6 separate regions of the Mus musculus genome follow, and all the other regions are linked to region 5. Evidence: chromatin contacts called from public HiChIP or PLAC-seq and promoter capture Hi-C data. All regions are on one chromosome and are shown on one strand. The core of a region is the stretch at or near the end of the contact, and the rest is flanking DNA. Distances in the headings are between cores, read along the strand shown.

Region 1 (3,312 bases), core at 185-2,684, 230 kb after region 5:
TGTGGATATTGACAGTGACCTGTTCTGTTTCCACCTTGATTTTCAATCAGAAAGTGGGCTTGCTATTCTTCATTAAGACTGATGCTGCGAGGTGACCTAACACTGCCCTGGAACTGAACCTAGACCAAAGCCAGAGGCTGTGACATGTAGTTGAATCTGAGCATAGTACTGTCCCTGAGAATTCCCAGAGAATGGATTTGTGGTTATGGAAGAAAATGTCCTTTTTGTTAACAATATTTCGGGGCAGGGTGCACATGTATACAGAGGCCAGAAGCCAATGTTAGATCAAGGTAAGAGTAGGTTAGTATTCTGTGCTATTATATAATATGTGGTCTTTATCCCTTTGCCCCACTAAGGGCTTGTTCACTCCCCCATCTTGTGGGTTCTTTCTAGTTTCCTGACACTCCAAATTAAACACACAACCCCAGAAACTTGAAGCTAAGATCCAAGTGTGAGAAAGGACATGCTTGCTTGGTTTTAATAAGTTTCCCAAGTTGTTGTTATCATCTGTCTCTCTGCTAATTAACAAGAATAAGGGAGGGAGGCAGTTAATTAAGGACTGGTGTAAGCTGGGTTCCAGCTAATTGAGGGTTTTTTTCATAGACAGAATTAATGTGCAATTCAGGCAGACCTTCCAAATTACAGTTAATAAAGTTTTATTTATAGCACCACTGGGGAACATCAAGGGCACAATGTCAAGGAATGTGGGAAAACACTCTGAATTGGTATTGATGGGATAATCCAAAGTCAGGCATACAAACAGGCATACCACAGGAAGAGCTTCCATGGACAAAGACAACAGGGAAGGAGGTGGGATTTTTTTCTTCGGCCCCTACAACCTGTGTATCCTTTGCAGCTTCCCAGTGTCTGGTTCCTCCGCAAACAGATTCTTCTCTGAATAAATTTGATCAGGTACTCAGCCTAACCTCTCTTGCTCCGCATTTTGCCTCTTCACGTACACAAAGCTCAGTTGGAAGAGAGTTCAATGTCGGCCTCTTCTCTATGGGTCAGGCATTGTTGAGCATCCTCCCTGTTCTGCTGGCCCACCGTGGGGCTGCTCTAGGAGGAATGCAGACTGCCTCTATCTAGATACCCGTGCTTCCTGCCTGCTAAGCTTTGCTTTGGGGGATAGCTCTAGGTTTACAGAAATCTGAGGTGACAGTGGAGCCCGCCCCAGTTTCCTGTGTCTGAGGCACCTCAGTGGACACAGTGAGACCTGTGTTCCTGTGCCGGTTGGTGCCTTACCTTAACCAGCTGCACCATTCTGGTGCACCACAGGGTTTCTCTGTCCACTCTCCCTGGGAGGGGCTTCAGCTCCTCCAAATCAACCCTCCCCCTTTCTCCCTCAACCCTCTGTACCTCTGATGTCCATGGCAGCATGAGGAGGCCCCTTGGCTCTGCACACCTGCACTTGGGTTGCGGTAGTGAGAGGCTTGGGGTGGAAGACAGATGAGCCCCCTTCTCACACGTGCTTTGCCGTTTGTGTTAGCGTGCTTCTTCCTTCAAAGTCATGACTCCCAGCCCCAGCGATTACTGCAAACACTGCTTTGTTCCTTCACCTGTTCTGTTCCGGACCCAGATGTGGGTATGGGGGTTGTTTGTTTTCTTTGTGTACTTAGACTTTGTATCCGTTGCTTTGTTTTCATTATGTACTTAGACGTTGTATTCGTTACTCTTCTGTTGCCGTGGTTACATACTGGGACCAGCAGTGACAAAGTTTATTTTGGCTCACAGTTCCAGAGTAAGACAACAGAGGAGTGGGAGGCAGAGGAGGCAAAGGAGGCAGAGCAGAGGCTCAGATCACAGCTGCCATAAACACAGATCACTGACAGCAAACCAGAAATGGGCAAGGCTATAATATCAAAACCCACCCCAACAACATACTTCTCCCGCTTCAAGGCTCTACTTTCTGAAGCTTTATGACCTCCCCTAAGAGCACCATGAGCCAGGGACCACGTGTTCAAATGCATGAACCTCTGAAGGACATTTTCCATTCAAACTATCAGGCTGTTCTAAGTCTCTGTGTTTGGGATGAATTTAGTTTTATACTTCTAAGTTTTTCTAGTCTCCCTTCTCTGTGAGGAAGCCATGTTCCTAGAAACAGTCTTTCAGATGGGGGGGGGGGGGTCTCCTAGCTCTGACTGGGCAGAGTCTTCCTCCCGGTCACTGAGAGCCACATCTGATGAGCAGGAGTCAGGAACATGCTCACAGGAAAAACTTATAAATGTTTTCTCTTCCTCTCTCCCTGCCACCTCATTCATATAATTTGATGCTTTGAGGGTCTCTTATGACTCAAGTATAGGTTATAGTCTGCAGAAAACCAGTGAAGGGAAGGGACATGTTAGGGATATGTGTTTGCAGAAACCTTTGTTTTGTGTAAGCCAGTCAGCAAAGCTATGTACTGTGTAAATGGGTTCTGGGTACTGTCTCACTGTCTGGTAAGATAGAATACCATGTGAAGGTGTTTTCAGCAGTGGCTACAAGTGTATCTACATGGCGACATTTCTCCCCAGTGCAGATACACATCATGAGCAGCATACATCACTGTCACTATGTGGTCATGTATGCTACCTCAGAGATCATAACCACTTGTGACATGGAGGGTTTGTCCTGTGAGTGTAGCCAAGAGGGAAAGAAATACAAATGGCCAATCCCCGTCTGTCAGTCTATACAGAAAGAAGAGCTTTTCTGACCGGCCTGACTGTAAGGCAGAGCCTGGGAGACTCGGGTGCTCCTCTCCATGGAAGAGGCTGAGTAGCAGCAAACAAAGCCACTGGGGTCCAGAGGTGGCATGTGGACTGGGGACAGCAAGCTGGACTGTCAAACCGGTGAAGGAAGAGAAGGACATTTTGAATGTCCTTCTCAAAAGGATGCAGTCGTCACCTCTGAACACCAGCTGGGAATAATTTTGAAGGCTGGTGAGATGGCTCAGTGGGCAAAGGTGCTTCTTGGACAAGCCTGCAGCTTGAGTTTAATCCCTGAGACCCACGTAAATGTGCAGTGAGAGAACCAACTCTACTGAGTTGACCTCTGACCTCCACAGGCATGCCATGCATGTGAGCTCATACATACATCATATGTGGCACACAATAACAACAACCTAGGCCTATCTTTAATCCCAGCACTCAAGATAGAAGGCAAATTCTGAGTTTGAGGCCAGCCTGCTGTACTTAGTGAGTTCCAGACCAACCAGGGCTGCATAGCAAGATTCTGTCTTAGAAGAAATGGGATTGTGATCTCAGTGCCACCGACACAGCTCTGTGGGGCACTCAGAGACAGGGTAAGGCCTACATAACAGAAGTCATTCAAGGA
Region 2 (3,633 bases), core at 189-2,688, 210 kb before region 5:
ATTAAAGAGATGGTTTGATTGGGCATATAGGTTCAGAGGGCTTAAGTTTATTATGATAGAGGCAGGGCACAGAGCCTGTGGCTGAGAGCTCACATCTGGATCTGAAAGCAGAGAGTATACTGGGCGTGGAATGGGCTTTTAAAACCTCAAAGCTGCCCCCAGTGACAAACCTCCTGTGGAAAAGGCCACACCTCCTACTTCTTCCCAAACAGTTCAATCAACAGGGGACCAAGTATTTGGACATATCAGCCCATGGAAGCCATTCTCACTCAACCCCACCACCCCCAGAGGAGGGAGGGAACCCATTAAGTGTAAAGAATGACCATAAGGAACAAACTAAGCCACAGGCGGTTCCAGAAGACTGTCTTTGGAGCTCCACTTGCATGCTGTGGCTCTAATACAACAACATAAATAAGTGCAATTAAAAAAAAAACTTTAAAAATCTGGGAAGATGAGGGTCTGGCCCCGAGGTGCATAGGAGGAAGACTTTGAGAGAGCTGCATGGAGGTTTGGGAACCGAGATCAGTTGGTACAGTGCTTGCTGAGCATCCAGAAGCCCTGGGTTCCATTCCAACATAAGACCAGCCATGGTGGTATGCACATGTAGCCCCAGCCCTTAAAACACAGGCAGGAAGTCGGGCGTGGTGGCGCACACCCTTAATCCCAGCACTCGGGAGGCAGAGGTAGGCAGATTTCTGAGTTCGAGGCCAGCCTGGTCTACAAAGTGAGTTCCAGGACAGCCAGAGAAACCCTGTCTCAAAAAACCAAACCAAATCAAACCCAAACCAACCAACCAACCAAACAAAAAGACACAGGTAGGAGGATCAGAAGTCCAGGGCCATCCTCAGATACTGTGGTACTTTAAACAAGAATGGCTCCCATAGGCTCAAGATATTTGAGTGCTTGGTCTCCCCACACTTGCTAATACTTAGTTAAAAAGCTTTGGGGGCAAAGGACATGACTGAGACTCACAGATGAGAAAGTGCAAGCACACAGTGTGGCCGTCCACTAGCAATGACTACTGCTAGCGGCTTTTGGTGGACTTCGATGTGATGGGTTGCCATCACTTCTTTGCCATCACTCTACTTTGCATGCACGCAACCTGTAGGTGAACACTCTTGCTGTCCTCCAGGTCCTTCTGTGGGTGGCTTCAGCTTGGCTAAATCCTGGATACTGTCCAAGGTGCTGGATGTCTGGGGCTAGAGGTTTGAACCTATCAATGGTCACCCATTCAGGGCGGTCCGTCCTGGTTGGGGGAGAATGTGCAACCCTGGTGCAAGAGCCAGTGAGATTTCGAAGGCCGTGGGCACGCAGCGGCTGTAGTCGCTCTGGACAAGCGAGCTAGGCCGGCGCCACCAGGCGGGGAATTCCAGCAAGGCTGTGCGCCAAGGAGGCGGAGGGGCGGCGCCGGCCCCGTGACCCCTCATCGAAGCGCGCCAGTCCGCGCGGGCGCATGGGCACTGCAGGTGCGAGCGAGGGGCTTCGGGGTTCCAGGATCTGGTGCTGGGCTAGGAGCGGGATGCAAGTCCAGGGGCAGTGACGCGAGGCCTAGGGTGCGGGATGTGGGTCTCAGGGACGCGCAGGGACCGGGGTGCAAGGTCCCGTTGGGCAGGGCGCGGGTGTTTCGGGCCAAGGGTCCACGGGGCGACATGCGGAGCTCTGGATGCTGTTTCATTGGGTGCCGGTCCTGCTAGGGAAGAGTGGGCCGGCGGCTCATGGCCCCTGTGGTCACAGTCCCTGAATGGTGCCTGCGTCCTGATGCGCCGGCGCCCAGCGGCCACTTCCTTCATGTTCCAAGTTTCGGTTTCACTGCAGGCAGCCGGTCCAGCCTGGCCCTGAGTCTCCGACCCCATTAACTCTCGGGTTGCGGACAGCGCTAGGTCGGCCCTGCTCCCCAGCAACACCCAGGAAGGTCGGGGACCCCCAACCTACACAACCCCGTGTCCTCGCGTAAAGCGGTCCCAGGCTCCGCCCCGGAATCTGCTCTCACCAACTGCAGCAGAACTTTTGCGAGCCAGATGTCTGCCCTCACCAACTGAAGCCAGAACTTTTTCGTGCCAGGCGTCTGTGCCCAGGGCGCTGATCTTACCTAGGTCAAAGCCGGGAGCCTCCCCTGTCCCCGAAGCTGCAGCGAGAGGTGCGCTCGCTCGCAATGGGCTAGCCCAAACCCATCTGCTTTTTTCTTAGTCTAGCCCGGGCGGGGGGTGGAGGGGAGGCACGGGAAGGGTCCTCTAGCTGGTGGAAAGGAGAGGCGGTGCCGCTGGCCGCTCACTTGTGCAAGGCTGCCTCTAGTCCGGGCTTCGCAGTTTCCAGGGGGGGAGGCACGGGAAGGGTCCTCTAGCTGGTGGAAAGGAGAGGCGGTGCCGCTGGCCGCTTACTTGTGCAAGGCTGCCTCTAGTCCAGGCTTCTCAGTTTCCTGAGCAGCACTAGAGAACTGACTTAGGTGGTGTTGGCTTTGGGCACACCAACCGAAAATTGTAGTAGGAGATAACCTGCCACCCCGTGGTGTGTTTCAGTTTGTTCTGTGAGACTCATGGTTTGAGAAGCAGAACTTTCTTTCTCCTCCTCCGCCCCCCCATTTTGTTTTTGTTATTGTTGTTTGTTTGTTTGTTTTTTTGGCCTTCAAGACCCGGTTTCTTTATAGCCCCTGCCTGACGTGGAACTCACTCTGTAGACCAGGCTGGCCTCGAACTCACAGATCTGTCCTGCTCGGCCTCCCCAGATTAAAGGCATGCACCACCACTACCCACGAAAAGCAGAGCTTTCTTAAAAGAAATTTACATCTCTCAAGAGAGGACAGAGGGCTGAGGCAGACCACACTTTTACCTGAGAAAGCACTTGTTCAATGCCACCACCTTGTCTAGCTCCCAACCTTCATGAAGCCTGTGACCCCAGTTCTCAGCCTCTGCCCTTTCCTGTAGCTCCTGTTTGCTAGAAAGCCTCCAGTCCCAACTCCCATTCTTAACCATTCTTAGTTTGTGGGTTGCCCACAAAGGATACATAGTTACTCTTGTGTTTCCCGCAGTTTGTGGGTTGCCCACAAAGGATACATAGTTACTCTTGTGTTTCCCGCCCCCTGCTTGCTTGTTTTGGTTTTAAGAAGTTCTTTGGAGCCCTGCCTGGCCTTGAATTCCTTATCTTCTGCCTTCACCTTTCAAGTGCTGGGGTTACCAGCATGGGATTCTCTGCCGGGTTTTTGGTAGCCCTCCTCTCCCACGTCTATGTAGCTTATAGCCCAGCCAGAGAGTCTGGAAGTGCAGAGGGGAAGGCAGGACCTAAGTGGTGGAGTTATTAAAGGTGTGCGTGAGAGGGAGGTGCCATGACCAGAGGGACGGATCTAGGGGTCTTTGAGGGGAGGCATAGTAAGGATTGCGGATTGGCTGTGGCAAGTGGGGCCAGGAAACGTCCACAAAGTTTACCTCCATAGCCTAGTCCCAAAGTGCTCACCATGTAACTGTGACCAAGCCAAAGGTGGCCGCCAGACACAGGTGGGGAGGAGGGGCGGGGCCAGCCGCAAGCACAGGAAGCAGAAGTGGAGTCCAGCCCAGGGGCGTGGCCTCTGCCCCTGCTGAATGAGGCGAGGGTGACTGGTGTGCTTCAAGTAGCCTGGATCCAGGGTTCTCAATCCTGTCC
Region 3 (3,675 bases), core at 449-2,948, 210 kb after region 5:
GATGCTAGCCTTTCACTCCATGCCCACCCCTGTCTCCCTCTTTCGAGCTGCCTCCTTCCATAGGGTGTCTGGCCTGGATCCTCCACCTTCTCTCTTCTGTCCTGTCTCCTGGTTTCTGTTGTGTGTTCGAGCTTGCTGTGCTTTGCTGTATCCAAGACAGTATTTAAGATGGCCTCTCCATCTCTGAAGTAACCCACAGCTGGGTCCTAATCTTCATCTTGCTTGATTCATCTCATGTCCAGTACTGCTGAGTACATCACTGACCTGGCTTCCAAAGCCCCACATCCATATGATCTTGCTCTATCTTCACAACGATTCCCTTCACCATTTTCTTGGAAGGTTCCACCTGTCTCCTTGGCCTCTAATAGTTAGAGTCAGTCCTGGGTCCCTTCTCTAGAGCTCAACCACAAACAAACAAACAAACAAAAAAAAAAACCAACAACAACAACAAAAAAACAGGCTAAATATGGTGCACACCTGCAATCTCAGCTCTCAGGAAGCTGAGGAAGGAAGATGAGGAACCGCAGACTGGTGTGGGTAGACAGGGAAACTCTCTCTCTCTCAAAATAATACTCACAGTGATAGTGAAGAAATGGTGGTTCTGGAGACATGGCCTCGTGTTCCTACAAGTCGTATGTGCTCTCCTGCAGAGGACTGGGGCTCAGGGATGCAGTGACCCTCATAGCTACCTCTTATCACACCCTCCCTGATGGTTGACAGGCCACACATTCAGATTTCCTCTGTCTCCTGTCAGGCTGTTGACAGAGCCCGTAAGCCCTGCGCCCTCCAGCTCTGTCCATTGTGGTCACTGCCTTGTCAGGACTGAGGGGTGAGGGAGGGCGGTGGAAAGAAACCTGCCTCCCTAACCGACTCTTTGGCTTTTCCCACAGCACAGCCCATTCTTTGCCGAGCAGCTGACAGCATTCCAGGTGTGGCTCACAATGGGTGTGGAAAACAGGAGCCCCCCAGAGCAGCTGCCCATCGTCCTGCAGGTCAGTCGCTTCCCACAGACCTAACTGAGACACCTGTTCCTCAGGAGGCGAGCCGGGCTGTGCTTCAGGCCAACGGTACATCGATGTGTTACATCTGATCTGAAGTCAGATGCTTGCTTACTCCCAGCGGCCTCCTCTTGGCAAAGCCACTGAATTCCCTTTTTCCTCTCCCAATTAAATATAGATTGGGATAGATCACCACTCCCTCCTCCTGCTTACATGTTAGGAACTAATGAAGTGTCACTGCCAACGAACCTTGCTATGGTGCAGAATCTTGGCATCACCACCTCCTTCTGTTTGGAAGGACACGAGATAAAAGTTTGTCCTGTGAGGAAAGGGTGAGGCCACCAAGCAGATCCTAACGGGGCTATGACATCATTTCCTGACCAATACCAGAGCAGCACAGACAGACCAGGTCCTTGCTGTGGTCCTCAGAAAAACAGGACCTTCTCTATGTGTCAGCAATTCATGTGCAAACTGGTCTGGTTCTGGGGGACCCATTTACTGCCTGCTGACTGAAATGACATGGGGCAGGGATATGAATAGTGGATTTGTCATCACAGTTGGGTAGATAAGTCACAAAGATTGTGTCTCATTAAATGTGTGTTTGTGGGAGAAACTGATAAGCTAGGCTGTGACTAAGAAAAGACCTTTTACTCGGGAACCATTGACTAGATCAGATACCTAGGATTGGCAACTTACTGTAAAAGCCAGAAAATACTATTTATCAAGTTTCCAGGGCAGTTGAGCTCAGGCAGAAGCTGTGGAAATCATGAGGGTGTACCACTTGGAAGGTTAGGAAGCCTGTATCTCTGGAGGAGCAGAGGGCAGGCTCCCCTCTCAGTGGGAGGGGCAGAGCTTGCCAAGGGCCAGGGATGGGGCCATCACTCTCCAAAGCACTCGTTATAATCAGCCAGACCCATGGTCTGATTTCCACCTGCCTAAGGACATTGCCTCGCTTCTTTCAAAGAAGGCCTTGTGTTTGCTCATTAGGGCTGCTAACCACATTGTGTGGACAACCCTCCATCTTCACTGTGCCAAATGCTCAGAGCAACTGTAGCTCAACAGTGTCTCCGCAGAGCACAGTGCCCTCCCCACCCTACCCCATCCCCCACCAGAGCCTCTCCCACAGCACAGCCAGCCTCCCAATCTCAGGAGGTGATTCACCTATCCCAGACCTTGGGTTTCTCCCTGTCTAAAGCCCCGGTAATCTCAGCCAGCAAAAAATAAATAATATTTTTTTAAAAAGGCAAGAAAGAAGAATGCATGTAACATAAAGAGTTACCAATAGCCTGTTCCTCTTGAAGTGGGAACTTTGTAGAATGGCCTTAGGTCAAAGAGAGGTAATGCTATATTGTTACGTCTTTTCTGAAATTATAAAAATAATTATCACTGCTCCTCTTACATGTGTCTAGCATAGTTTTAAGAAAGTTCTGGAACTGCAAGAAGAGCTAGAAACTAACCAAATGTTTCCACAACAAAGCAAAAGTAATGACAGCAGGACAAGGCCTGGGGAGGCGCAATGCCTGCGTGATTCCAGTAAATGGCAGCAACCCTGGGTCACCTGGGTCACCACACCACTCTCTCTCCACCCTGCCTATTATTGAAGCAGCACAGCAGAGTAGCGCTGGTCCTCCCCACAGCAGGGCTCCAGGGCCAGGCATGTTCATCCAGTTCTTTGGGGTCTGGCAATAGTCCTTTTGTAAATGGCTTTTATCGACTTTATTTTTCATGTTCCATTTACAACCCACACTCTCAGGGTAGGGGAAGACCTCTAGAGCCAGCCTGATACCAAACATGGAGCAGTAGCCATGAGAGCACACACACCATCTTCCATGTGCTCTTTCAGACAGAAGTAAGCAGCAGGTCCTGTACCACACAAAAGGCTCTGTCTCCCGGGCCAGGTCCCCTATGACTCAAGGGGCGAGCCCTGAAGAACAGACTTGGGGTAGACAAAGAACGGGATAGGAGCTAGGGAATGCAGGGCTCTGGGAGGCCCACCTGGCCTCACTCAATTTGCTACTTCCCTGGCTTTGACCTGAAAGCCTTTATTGTTTCCAGAGCCTGGGCCAGCTCTGTTAGAGAAGGAGAGAAGATCTTAATACAGACTGCAGTGATTCCTTTCAGGAAATTCCCATAGTGAACTCCTTGCATCCAGTAACAGAGGCGTTAGCCGCAGTAAGAGGCTCCATCAGGCTCTGTTGAGTTGTAGCCCCATCAAACAGTAACATGGACCTGACCTCTCCCAACCAGCTTCAGGATCCTTTCTGCCTTTTAAAAACAACATCAGACTGCTATGTCCTCCACTTTGTGACTGCTGGCATCAAGAAGCAATCTCAAAGTGTGGCTTTGTATGGTTCTGCCTAGAACTTGCCACGACTGCCTTCCCCCATCAGGGCAGCTGGACAGAGGTACCCAAACAGAAGAAGAAAGAAAGTCAAACAAGAAAGACCAGAATGGATTCACAGGGCAGAGTTTTCTTTTTCTCTCTCTCTCTCTCTCTCTCTCTCTCTCTCTCTCTCTCTCTCTCTCTCTCTTTTCGTTTTTTTTTTTTCTTCGAGACAGGGTTTCTCTGTGTAGCCCTGGCTGTCCTGGAACTCACTCTGTAGACCAGGCTGGCCTCGAACTCAGAAATCTGCCAGCCTCTGCCTCCCACGTGCTGGGATTAAAGGTGTGTGTCACC
Region 4 (3,578 bases), core at 71-2,570, 250 kb before region 5:
TGTGCCTTCTGTTGCATGCCAGGAAGCCATGCTGCTTGCACACAGAGGTCTCAGCTCTTGCCTCTGACCCTGATCATTCAGTCCTAAAATTCCTGCTGTCATTATCTGAATCCAGTCTTCAACAGTTAAGTGAGGGTGGGGTCCAATCGAACAGGACTGTGGCATTTCTCTGTCAGGTTTGGAAATGAGACAGGTGTCATCAACAATCCAGGAAGGCCTCCCCAGAAACAGAGGGAGGAGCCGGCTCTCTGAACCCAGTCTCTCCATATAATGAAATTGTTAGACTTACATTGGTTTGTTAAAAACCTGGCCTGTAGTGTGGCGTGCATGTGTGCATGCGTGAGTGTGACTCTATTTTCTGCTTTGTCCGTATTTTCCCTGCATGTACATATACAACAGTTACAGATCCCTGTGAGCCGCCATGTGGGTTCTGAGTATTGAACCTGTGTCCTCTGGAAGAGCAGCCACTTCTCCTAACCACTGAGCCACCTCTCTAGCCCTGAGACTGCCAGGTTTTGTTGTGATGGCTGTCCAAGCTGAGACAGGACCGAAGTTCCAGAGCCACACGAACTGGCTCCAGAGGATTCCAGCGCCAATCCTATCCGGTGGATATACACCCTAGGCCGATCTTCGAGACTATCCTTGGAGAGATTGGGGGTAGTGCTGCAAAGACAGCACTGTTTATGTTACAATTAACCAACTGGCTTGCCCAGATACCACAAAGTTTATCAGAAGAGTGGGCCTGGCCCAGAGCCAGACCTCAGAAGGCCTGGGCTGTCACAAGCCAGGCACTGATCACCCAAACAGGAAGTCTCATGAATGCAGGAGGAACTTGGTGGTTTGCGTGGGCATTGGAGTACTGTACTTTTGGGCCAGGAGCTAAGAGAACTGACCAGGGCATCCTGCAAAAACTCGGGGACTCAGGCTATTCTCATTTCTGGAACCTTATCAGAGGTCTGCATGAGTAGCCGGGGTCCACCGGGTCTCCTTGGCAGCTTTGACTACAGATGTGGGAATGCTGGCCAGCTTGGGGATGGCAGAAGCGGGAGGGCCAGACGCATTTAGAGTCACCAGGAAGAGACCTGCAACAGGAGGCTCGGCAAGGAATTGGCGCGCCGGGGTCAGCATGGGCCAGTGGCGGGGAAGAGCCCAGTGGCCGCTTCTGGGAGCAGCAGCAGGTGGCCGTGCCAGGGACGGCGGCACTCACCAACTATCAGTAGCACGTTGCGCGAGTGCGCGCCGCAGAGTCCCAGGACCAACAGAATTGTGCAGCAGGCCAGTCCCGGGCAGTGCATGGCGGCGCCGGTCAGGGTAAGCGGTTCCGGCTCGTCCGCTCCCCACGGTCACGTGCACGGCAGGCCCCGCCCATGTCCTGCCCACTCTGTTTCTGAGATTCCTGCGGACTCAGCTACCGCCACTTCGGAAGACCCTGAGTCTCAGCGTCCGGTGGGTGAATCTGGGTCCTTGTGATGGAGAGAGGGAGTGTGTGGCGGTGTGGGCTGGGGTCACCAGGAGCTGTGGGGCCAGCGCTGAGTCCTCGGGTGAGCCCTACTCCGGGAACCCTCCCTACCGCAAACCATTAGAGTCCGGGCCGCCTTACTCCAGGTTCTCAGACTTGTTTGTGTTCCCCACTGGGACCTCAGCCTCCGTTTCCCAACCCCCCCCCCCCATACCCCACCCCGCGATCCCGGGATCCCGCGCTAGCGGCGGCGTGGGGGTGGGGAGGAGTGGATTTTGTCCAGAGTGTCATTTCCAGGGCTGGGGCGTGTGGACCAGTAATGAGGAGTCAGCTATGGGCTGGGACACGTGTGTGTGTGTGTGTGTGTGTGTGTGTGTGTGTGTGTGTGTGTGTGTGTGTGTGTGTCTGTTCGCCAGGATCTTAGCGGATGCTACGTACCTAGAATTAATTTGAGAGCTTCAGTTAGTCTTTGGAAAACAAAGTAGAATCTTCAGCCCTCCCACCCTTGGGCTATGAATGCCACAAGTGGGTGCTGGGTAAATCTTGACTTCAGGGATGTCACATACTCCCACCCCCTTTCCCCCAACTGCAGCCCTTAGTGGTGGGTGGAGTCCTACCTAACACCTTGGTGGCCCTCTGCGGTGGTGAGGTGTACACTTGGTGAGGTGTAAATCTTGGCTCCTCAGGGCCTCCTGGCTGCCTACCTACACACTCTGCCGGCCAGAGGAAGCCTGAGCCTGCAGGACCTGCTTCTTCTGGGCTGGGATAGTCAGGTTCCCCGGGGAGGGGGTAAAAGAAAGGAGCAGGTTCTTCGGGGTGAAAATGTCGTCTTTAGGCATCCCCTCAAGAGCTAGTTTGCGGGGGGCGGGGAGGGGGGGTTGGTAGGGGTTGACAGTGGAGAGACACCAGAGCTTGGGATCAGGGGCTATGGCCCAGAGATGGGAAAGAGAGGCTGAGGCCTCCCTGAATCCTTGGTGCAGGCCCATGTGCACATTTTGCTGGCTTCCTTTCCCAGATCATGGTGGTTTGGTAAACTTAGCCACCTGGCTCAGCCTCCCTGCCACAAAAGGCAGGCTATGCTCCTGACGCCCTTGGGAAGATAACGCCACCTTCTCCCAAGCTCAGCCCCTGATCACTGCTCCATGTCACCCATGCCCAGCTCTGTGAAAGGTCTGGGTCAGACCAGATCCCCCAGCCTGCACATGGCACCAGACACATGCTGCTGCTCTGCTACGGCCCTGAGGAGGAGGCTACCCGTCCTGGCCTGGGTGCCTGACTACTCTCTGCAGTGGCTGAGGCTGGACTTCATCGCTGGACTTTCCGTGGGACTCACCGTCATTCCCCAGGCCCTGGCCTATGCAGAAGTGGCTGGACTCCCACCCCAGGTGAAGTGACTGACCCCTCTGCTAGCTGTCCCCTCTCCACAGCCAGATAGATCCCTTCCTACTCCTCAGTGTCTGTCCACAGTTTGAAACACCGACCATGGAATCCAACACTTCCATGTGTCCGACCCAGACGGCCCCTTGGCGTCTAATCTCTTTTCATGTGACTTATTTTTGGTGCCAAGCGGTCCTAGATTTTCCAACTGGGGACCACATCATGCTTCATGGTGGCCTTACGAACAACCAGGCACTGGTGGCTTGTGCCTAGAGATTCCAGCACTTGGGAAGCTGAGGCAGGAACATTGAGAGTTCAAGACCAGCTTATCACAGGGCTCCATAGCGAGACTCAATCACAAGACAACAGGTCTTAAAAGATTGCTTAGGTCCCAGCACTTGGGTGGCAGAGGCAGGCGGATTTCTGAGTTCAAGGCCAGCCTGGTCTACAGTGTGAGTTCCAGGACAGCCAAGGCTACACAGAGAAACCCTGTCTCAAAAAAAAAAAAAAAGTTGCTTAGGATAGAGACATGGCCCTGCAGTTAAGAACATTTGAATATTTGCTGCTCTTGCAGAGGACCCGGGGTTCAGTTCCAGACACTCAGATGGTGCAGCTCATAACAAGCAGTTTTAACTCCAGCTACAGAGGATCTAATGTGGGCCTCTGAGGTCACCTCCACTCACGCGGTACACATACGTAATTGCAGGCAGAGTACCCAGGCACATAAAATGTAAAATAATAA
Region 5 (3,363 bases), core at 166-2,665:
GGCCATGGCTCACCTCTACTTCTCTACTCTATCCTTCTCTCTCCCTTTCTCTGCCTCTACTACCCTCTTAACTCCCCTCCCCATGCCCTGAATAAACTCTACTCTATACATGTGGCTGGTCTCTCAGGGGGAAGGAATGCCTCAGCATGGGTCTACGGAGGAACCCCCTTTCCCCATTCCTCCCCCTCCCCCCATAGAACATATTTTTTCTGTCTTTATCTTTTTATAAACATACCAGGATCAGTCAGAGCTCACTCTCAGTGGTGGCTTGCAATGCCTTCACATCTTGTTTGTTTGTTTTTCAAGGCAGGATTTCTCTCTGTAGCTCTGGTTGTTCTGGAACTACTAGCTCTGTAGACCAGGCTGACCTCCAACTAACAGAGATCCTCCTGCCTCTGCCTCCAGAGTGCTGGGATTAAATACCAGGCCCAGCTTTCAACCCTTCTCTTAAAGTGGATTTTTTTTTTTTTTTAAAGAAAGGGTCTTATTTTGTAGCTTAGGCTGGCCTGGGCATCTTTACAAGCTAAATTTTTATCCTTTTAGTAATATTCTTTAATATTATCCAAACTTTATGGTTCAGGAACCTAAGACTGAGAAAATGCAGCTTGAAATTAGTAACATTGACTAACAGAGGCTCCCCTAACACCAAAGCTGAAGGTGGGCTCAGTTGTTGACTGAACTCTAGCTAAAGGTTAAGAGTGTTTCACTAACCGGGGCGGTGGTGGCCAGCCTGGTCTACAAAGTGAGTTCCAGGACAGTCAGGGCTATACAGAGAAACCCTGACTTGAAAAACCAAAAAAAAAAAAAAAAAAAAAAAAAACAAAAAAAAACCAAAAAACAAAAAAACAAAAAACCAAAAACCAAAAAAAACCAAAAAGTGTCTCACTCGCACCCTGGTTACGAAAGGCTGGCACCTCGTTACATTTACTTTATATTTCCATTGCACCAAAGCAGTTCTCAGAGTGTGTCAATATCTGAGATTTACTGAACTGAACCAGAGAAGTCAACAGCAGGGAGGCTTGCTTCTGTGGGCAGCTTTAGACGTTTGCACATGAAACTGTAGCAAAATAAGAATATACTGTTCAGGAAATAAAGTATATCAGACAAAAAATTCGTAATCGATGAAATCGGTCTCTTTTAAAAGTGGAAATATCAAAAGAAAGTCCCGATAGTCTTATGTGTCTAATATCAATGGTCTTTTCTGAGGCTTTTTAAAAATACCACCTTTTAAAATCATGACGAAACCAAGTGGTTTCTTTCTTTAATATCAAGGCACGAAGCTTTGTTTGTAGTAGCAAAAAGCTTTTAAAAATAACTGAACGGACATAGTTTCAATCGCAAATGGTCTATTTTACTAGTGGAGATCAACTAAGGAGAAAAGACGTGGTAACCTCGGTAACGGCGTGGGGGAAGGGAGGACGGAACACCGAGCTCTACGCCCTAGCAGGGGTAGAGCGGTGAGAACGCTCGAAGAGGTTTGGCTTATTGGACGCGCCGTAGATAGCGGTGCATGCTGGGCCTTGGCAATATGGCGTCCTCCTTGATGTGCTGATGAGAGGAGTTTTCACTGTGGCTCCAGAGCAGAGGGCAAAACTCCCCTGACCTAATAAGCCCAGTGTCCCTGTGCTGTCCGCGGGCCCGTGTCGCGTGTGTATCGGGACTCGTTCCTGGGTAGGAGAGAGCCACGAAGCAGAAGGCCAGCACGGGCCTGGCCGCGCGGCCCGGTGGCTGAGGAGCCCGGCTGCGGACGGGCACGATGGGCCGGTCCTGGCTCAGGTTGCAGCCCCTCAGGCGAGTGCGGGACCCGCAGGGCTGAGAGCCGCTGGGCGAGCCCCGAAGCCCCCCGATCCCGATCCCTTGAGGCCTCAGCCGGGCCAGCACAGTCGGAGAAGCCGCCCTGCGAGCGGGCCGGCCTGCCCGCCGGGAGCCACTGAGGCGTTGGAGGCCGAGAGCCGGGTCATCGCCGGGCCTGAAGTCTCTCCCGCCTCCGCCAGTCCCGCTTGCCGCCCTCCTGACGGCCTGCAGAGCTGCGGGGGCCGGCGACCGGGCGCGCGTGTCGCCGCTCGTCCGGGTCCTGCGGGCTTGGGTACCCACGGGCTCGCCACCCACCCCGCCCCCTCCAACTTCGCGCTCAGAGTTCGAGATAAAGATCTCCGAGGTTTAGCCTCAATAAGGATCTTCGAACGCTCTGCCGCCGTCTCTATTCCCAGCTTCCCGTTTTCCCGTATTTTATTTTACCAGTTCTGGTCCACACTAGTTTTTAAGGCTGGAGGTTCTCGAGCGCCTGCTGCCAAGGACTCCCCCTCCCCCTCCTCCCCTGATGGAGTCGGAGATGCTGCAGTCGCCTCTTATGGGACTCGGGGAGGAAGATGAGGCGGACCTTACAGATTGGAACTTGCCTTTGGCTTTTATGAAGAAAAGACATTGTGAGAAAATCGAAGGCTCCAAATCTTTAGCGCAGAGCTGGAGAATGAAGGATCGGGTGAGTGGCTTCTCATGGCACCTTTTTGAGTTCGTAGTTTTCCAACTAAGAAAGTTCTGAGCAAGGACAGCCTTTTTAGAAGGATGCGGGTATTTCGAAGACACATGTTGCACTAAAATCCAAAAAGCTATTCCAGACTCGGGTTTTGGCTAGTCTCTTCTCACCGAGTAGCGTTAAAAACGAGTTTTAATTCAGAGGGGGGAAAAACACCAAATTAGGAACTATAGTTTCACAGATACTTATATGCCCTTTACTACACTTAGTAGCACTTAGAGAAAAGACAACTTGGGAAATAATAGTTAACGTGCTTAGTCTATTTTTGTAGTCTGCTTTTTTTCAAATAACCAGGTTGCCTGAAGTTCAGATGTCTGATAAAGTGTGTTGGAAAACAAGATGACTTGAAATGTTTAGCCAATAACAAATTCAGGCAAAGTTATTTTAAGGTTGCAGCAGGTTTCATCCCAGTCCTTTGAACATCTTGTCTGTGAGGCTGACTCCCTGTGTATGTGACTTGTGGTCACTGTAACCTGGAGATAAAATTTCCTCAGTGGAAATTAGGGAGCATGGGGTATGATGGATTGGAACCTGGGTTCAGTTTTTTGGCCGTTCTTCTGATCGTGGAGTGTCATGAGATGTTGGTAGCAAAGAAAACAGCCAGCTGTAGTGCTGTTAGTTCCTGGTCTAACAAAAGGGGAGTACTGTGTCTTGTCTGTGCACACCCATATTGTGTGTATGTGTGTTTACTGTCTCTTGTCTGTGTATACCCATAGTGTGTGTATGTGTGTTTAGTTGTTTTCTCCTCCTGGGCTTCTTTCATTTGTGTGAACTTTTCAGTATAAAAGAGGAAATTGGTGTTATAATGTGTCATTTGTTTATACTTG
Region 6 (3,223 bases), core at 212-2,711, 180 kb after region 5:
ACAGGCTTTTGCTGTGTAACCCATACAGGCCTGGAGCTTGCAATGACCCTTCTGTCTGGGCTCCTAAGGCTCTGGTTTACAGGTGTGAGCCACTGTACCTGGCCAGTTGTAATGGGTTATTTGAGTCTTTGTTTTTTGTTATTTGTTTGTTTGTTTGTTTGTTTTAAGGCAGTGTTTCTGCATAGCCCTGGCTGTCCTGGAATTTGTTATGCAAAATGGGCTGGCCTGTAACTCACAGAGATCTGCCTGCCTCCGACTCCTAGGCCATTGTGCCTAGCGCTGAGGCGTTTCGTTTCTTCAGTGTCTGCCTAGTCCTTTGCCTTCATTGTCCGGAAACACCCTCACCCAGTGTAGAAGGAAAAAGGTGTGCCAGGTGAGGCAGCTATTATTTCTGGAGAACTGATACTGTTGGTGAAGGAACTTTGTGGGTTCAGTGCTGACTTAAGCATGCTTCTAGTGACCCATAGCCTCATTAGAGTTGCCCAATGGCCGTCCTTTAATTCCATGTCTATGAGAACTGTGCCTTTTCACTATTCTAAAAATGCTAATCTCACAGTCAGTAGGCAAATTCGTTTTTTATAACCGTAAAGTGTCTCTCACTTCCAGAGTCTGTTTCGGTATTTCCTCTGGCTTCTAACACTGTGCCATTCATTCTGGAAGAACCAATGCAAAGCACTGCAGAGGCCACTCACTTGGGATGGGTGGGCGGCGTGATGGGTAAGCTCGGTTGTGGGACTTGACCTCATTGGCTTTGTTCCTTGCTCCAGAGTCACTCTTGATCCTGGAATAGGGTTTGTGTGACTAAGGCAGCACCCCTCTGGAGCCCACTGAGAGCCCTGGGCTTTATGGGGCCTTGCTCTGCTTTCTTGGCGCAAGAGACACTGCATTCTCCAATTAATAGTTTCAGCCTCACGTTGCCACAGGGATCCTCAGAGTCACATCCTGCCTGTAGTTGGTGAGTCAGCCAGCGTGAGAGGAAGGTTTGGCTCCCTGCAGTCTAAGGTTATTTCTTGCAATTTCCTGGCAGCCTTCAGTGCTGATCTCTGATCTCCACCCCAGGGAGACTTCAGCTACAGGCCCCATATGTTGTTTGAATGTGTAGCCCAACAGGTTGTAGGCCTTCCAGTTTCTCGTCTGTTTGCTTTTTGGAATTACCAAGTGATCATTTTTAATATTTTTGTCTGGAGTTTATTATTGCTATTGGCAAGAGAATTAGTCCATTACAAATGATTCTGTCATTACTGGACTCCAGACATCCCAGTCAATAAATCCATTATGGATGAGAAGAAAAAATAATGAGGACTGTGGCTCACATTAAATTCACCCAAAATGTGTCTCCTGTTGGTCATGCTTAACCAGCAGGAGAGCTTGATTTGGGCAAAGACACCTTTGGAGCAGTGTGTGTCTGTGCTGACTCCAAGGATATGCCTTGAGGGTACCGAGCAGAGCTCTCTGAAGGCCAGCAGAAGGATATAGTTCAGAGCCTAGTCACCCATTTGACCACATTCAACCATTCCAGGTCCTTAGTGCTGTAAAGGGGCTGTCCCCACTGTCAGGGAAGTGTGACCCTCAGCTTCATTTGCTTTGCTCTGTGAACCACAGAACACTGGCTGTGGCAACTTACTCTATAGCTAACTTTCCCCTACTGCCTGAGCTGAGCTTTCTTTCTTGAGACAGAGAACATGGCTAGGCAGTTGGAGCCCCTTATCCATCTACATACTGTCTGTATAGTATCTTGGTGTCTTCCTGTTCCTGTGTCTTTTACTTTTCTGCCCCCTATCCCACCGCTGACTCTGTCCTCCAAGCCTACCCACTCATAACGGTTTTTATCCTTCTCTCTCAGTTGTGTCATGATGTTGTACTAAACACAGTGTCTCTATGGACATGCAGTTTAAAAGTGTCCTGGGGACCCCATTGTAAGGGGCAGCCATCTGAACTGGAGAACACACAAGCTCCAGACTGCCTTAGCTTAGCCCCAGGCTGAGAGAGACTGGTAGAGAGAGCACCATTAGTTTTACTGGCAACGTGGGCTGGCTAAGAGCTGCCACTCACCGTTGCCTGTATCGCAGATGTGTGGACCATCGACAGTGTCAGTTGTGGGCAAATCTCTGCAGAATGCCTTGGAAACTGTGAATGGAGTCATCCTAGGTTCGGAGCTGACTTGTGGAGGTGTCCTGCTGCAGCTTCTGACTTGTGAGAGGCGTCCTGCTGCAGCTTCTGACTTGTGAGAGGCGTCCTGCTGCAGCTTCTGACTTGTGAGAGGTGTCCTGCTGCAGCTTCTGACTTGTGAGAGGTGTCCTGCTGCAGCTTCTGACTTGTGAGAGGTGTCCTGCTGCAGCTTCTGACTTGTGAGAGGCGTCCTGCTGCAGCTTCTGACTTGTGAGAGGCGTCCTGCTGCAGCTTCTGACTTGTGAGAGGCGTCCTGCTGCAGCTTCTGACTTGTGAGAGGTGTCCTGCTGCAGCTTCTGACTTGTGAGAGGCGTCCTGCTGCAGCTTCTGACTTGTGAGAGGCGTCCTGCTGCAGCTTCTGACTTGTGAGAGGTGTCCTGCTGCAGCTTCTGACTTGTGAGAGGTGTCCTGCTGCAGCTTCTGACTTGTGAGAGGCGTCCTGCTGCAGCTTCTGACTTGTGAGAGGTGTCCTGCTGCAGCTTCTGACTTGTGAGAGGTGTCCTGCTGCAGCTTCTGACTTGTGAGAGGTGTCCTGCTGCAGCTTCTGACTTGTGAGAGGCGTCCTGCTGCAGCTTCTGACTTGTGAGAGGCGTCCTGCTGCAGCTTCTGACTTGTGAGAGGCGTCCTGCTGCAGCTTCTGACTTGTGAGAGGTGTCCTGCTGCAGCTTCTGACTTGTGAGAGGCGTCCTGCTGCAGCTTCTGACTTGTGAGAGGCGTCCTGCTGCAGCTTCTGACTTGTGAGAGGTGTCCTGCTGCAGCTTCTGACTTGTGAGAGGTGTCCTGCTGCAGCTTCTGACTTGTGAGAGGCGTCCTGCTGCAGCTTCTGACTTGTGAGAGGTGTCCTGCTGCAGCTTCTGACTTGTGAGAGGCGTCCTGCTGCAGCTTCTGACTTGTGAGAGGCGTCCTGCTGCAGCTTCTGACTTGTGAGAGGTGTCCTGCTGCAGCTTCTGACTTGTGAGAGGTGTCCTGCTGCAGCTTCTGACTTGTGAGAGGTGTCCTGCTGCAGCTTCTGACTTGTGAGAGGCGTCCTGCTGCAGCTTCTGACTTGTGAGAG

Evidence for each region. HiChIP or PLAC-seq counts read pairs in DNA pulled down with a chosen protein or histone mark. Capture Hi-C pulls out chosen DNA fragments and counts their contacts.
Region 1: an H3K4me3 HiChIP or PLAC-seq map of microglia shows a contact between it and region 5, with 5 times the contacts expected there. The contact joins the promoter of Rptoros here to the promoter of Rptor in region 5. A contact is called at or near these places in 12 of 39 promoter capture datasets (the 3T3-L1 cell line, 3T3-L1-derived adipocytes, the C10 cell line and 9 more), 3 of 484 Hi-C or Micro-C datasets (CD8 T cells, bone marrow-derived macrophages and nephron progenitors), 19 of 115 datasets of contacts at active chromatin or transcription factors (bone marrow-derived macrophages, craniofacial prominence, embryonic basal ganglia and 11 more) and 3 of 9 other capture datasets (adipose tissue, macrophages and pancreatic islet).
Region 2: a promoter capture Hi-C map of liver shows a contact between it and region 5. The contact joins the promoter of Rnf213 here to the promoter of Rptor in region 5. A contact is called at or near these places in 1 of 39 promoter capture datasets (the C10 cell line), 2 of 484 Hi-C or Micro-C datasets (embryonic stem cells and nephron progenitors) and 1 of 9 other capture datasets (liver).
Region 3: a FOXA1 HiChIP or PLAC-seq map of pancreatic cancer cells shows a contact between it and region 5. The contact joins the enhancer-like site here to the promoter of Rptor in region 5. A contact is called at or near these places in 7 of 39 promoter capture datasets (the 3T3-L1 cell line, the HPC-7 cell line, cranial neural crest and 4 more), 1 of 484 Hi-C or Micro-C datasets (bone marrow-derived macrophages), 14 of 115 datasets of contacts at active chromatin or transcription factors (the SCID.adh cell line, bone marrow-derived macrophages, craniofacial prominence and 9 more) and 5 of 9 other capture datasets (adipose tissue, embryonic stem cells, liver and 2 more).
Region 4: a FOXA1 HiChIP or PLAC-seq map of pancreatic cancer cells shows a contact between it and region 5. The contact joins the promoter of Sgsh here to the promoter of Rptor in region 5.
Region 6: a contact with region 5 is called in an H3K4me3 HiChIP or PLAC-seq map of bone marrow-derived macrophages, with 4 times the contacts expected there. The contact joins the enhancer-like site here to the promoter of Rptor in region 5. A contact is called at or near these places in 10 of 39 promoter capture datasets (the 3T3-L1 cell line, 3T3-L1-derived adipocytes, the C10 cell line and 6 more), 6 of 484 Hi-C or Micro-C datasets (the G1E-ER4 cell line, bone marrow-derived macrophages, cerebral cortex and 2 more), 17 of 115 datasets of contacts at active chromatin or transcription factors (the SCID.adh cell line, bone marrow-derived macrophages, embryonic basal ganglia and 12 more) and 5 of 9 other capture datasets (adipose tissue, embryonic stem cells, liver and 2 more).

Annotation. Positions count from the first base shown.
Region 1 is chr11:119,832,931-119,836,242 of GRCm38.p6, forward strand. Rptoros (regulatory associated protein of MTOR, complex 1, opposite strand) reads right to left here and starts at 1,435. Exons shown (of 3, transcript NR_045313.1): 1 at 1,360-1,435. The region is part of intron 13 of Rptor (regulatory associated protein of MTOR, complex 1); the gene reads left to right.
Region 2 is chr11:119,388,661-119,392,293 of GRCm38.p6, forward strand. Rnf213 (ring finger protein 213) reads left to right here and starts at 1,439. Exons shown (of 68, transcript NM_001040005.3): 1 at 1,439-1,466. It overlaps Mir1932 (microRNA 1932), which reads left to right and starts at 1,812; the gene lies at 1,812-1,901.
Region 3 is chr11:119,816,188-119,819,862 of GRCm38.p6, forward strand. Rptor (regulatory associated protein of MTOR, complex 1) reads left to right here. Exons shown (of 34, transcript NM_028898.3): 11 at 891-992. Among named protein-coding and RNA genes, the nearest start is that of Rptoros, 16 kb to the right of the region's middle. Within about 2 kb of position 1,699, at least 44 of the 459 cell types and tissues checked have an H3K27ac peak or open chromatin away from gene starts, as enhancers often do. A contact at or near this core is called in bone marrow-derived macrophages and pancreatic cancer cells, where this site is marked.
Region 4 is chr11:119,354,190-119,357,767 of GRCm38.p6, forward strand. It overlaps Sgsh (N-sulfoglucosamine sulfohydrolase (sulfamidase)), which reads right to left and starts at 1,321. Exons shown (of 8, transcript NM_018822.3): 1 at 1,208-1,321. The coding sequence starts at 1,295. Slc26a11 (solute carrier family 26, member 11) reads left to right here and starts at 1,368. Exons shown (of 17, transcript NM_178743.3): 1 at 1,368-1,446; 2 at 2,619-2,844. The coding sequence starts at 2,662.
Region 5 is chr11:119,601,490-119,604,852 of GRCm38.p6, forward strand. It overlaps Rptor (regulatory associated protein of MTOR, complex 1), which reads left to right and starts at 1,416. Exons shown (of 34, transcript NM_028898.3): 1 at 1,416-2,482. The coding sequence starts at 2,321.
Region 6 is chr11:119,776,505-119,779,727 of GRCm38.p6, forward strand. The region is part of intron 6 of Rptor (regulatory associated protein of MTOR, complex 1); the gene reads left to right. Among named protein-coding and RNA genes, the nearest start is that of Rptoros, 56 kb to the right of the region's middle. Within about 2 kb of position 1,462, at least 62 of the 459 cell types and tissues checked have an H3K27ac peak or open chromatin away from gene starts, as enhancers often do. A contact at or near this core is called in adipose tissue, bone marrow-derived macrophages, fibro-adipogenic progenitors and 2 more, where this site is marked.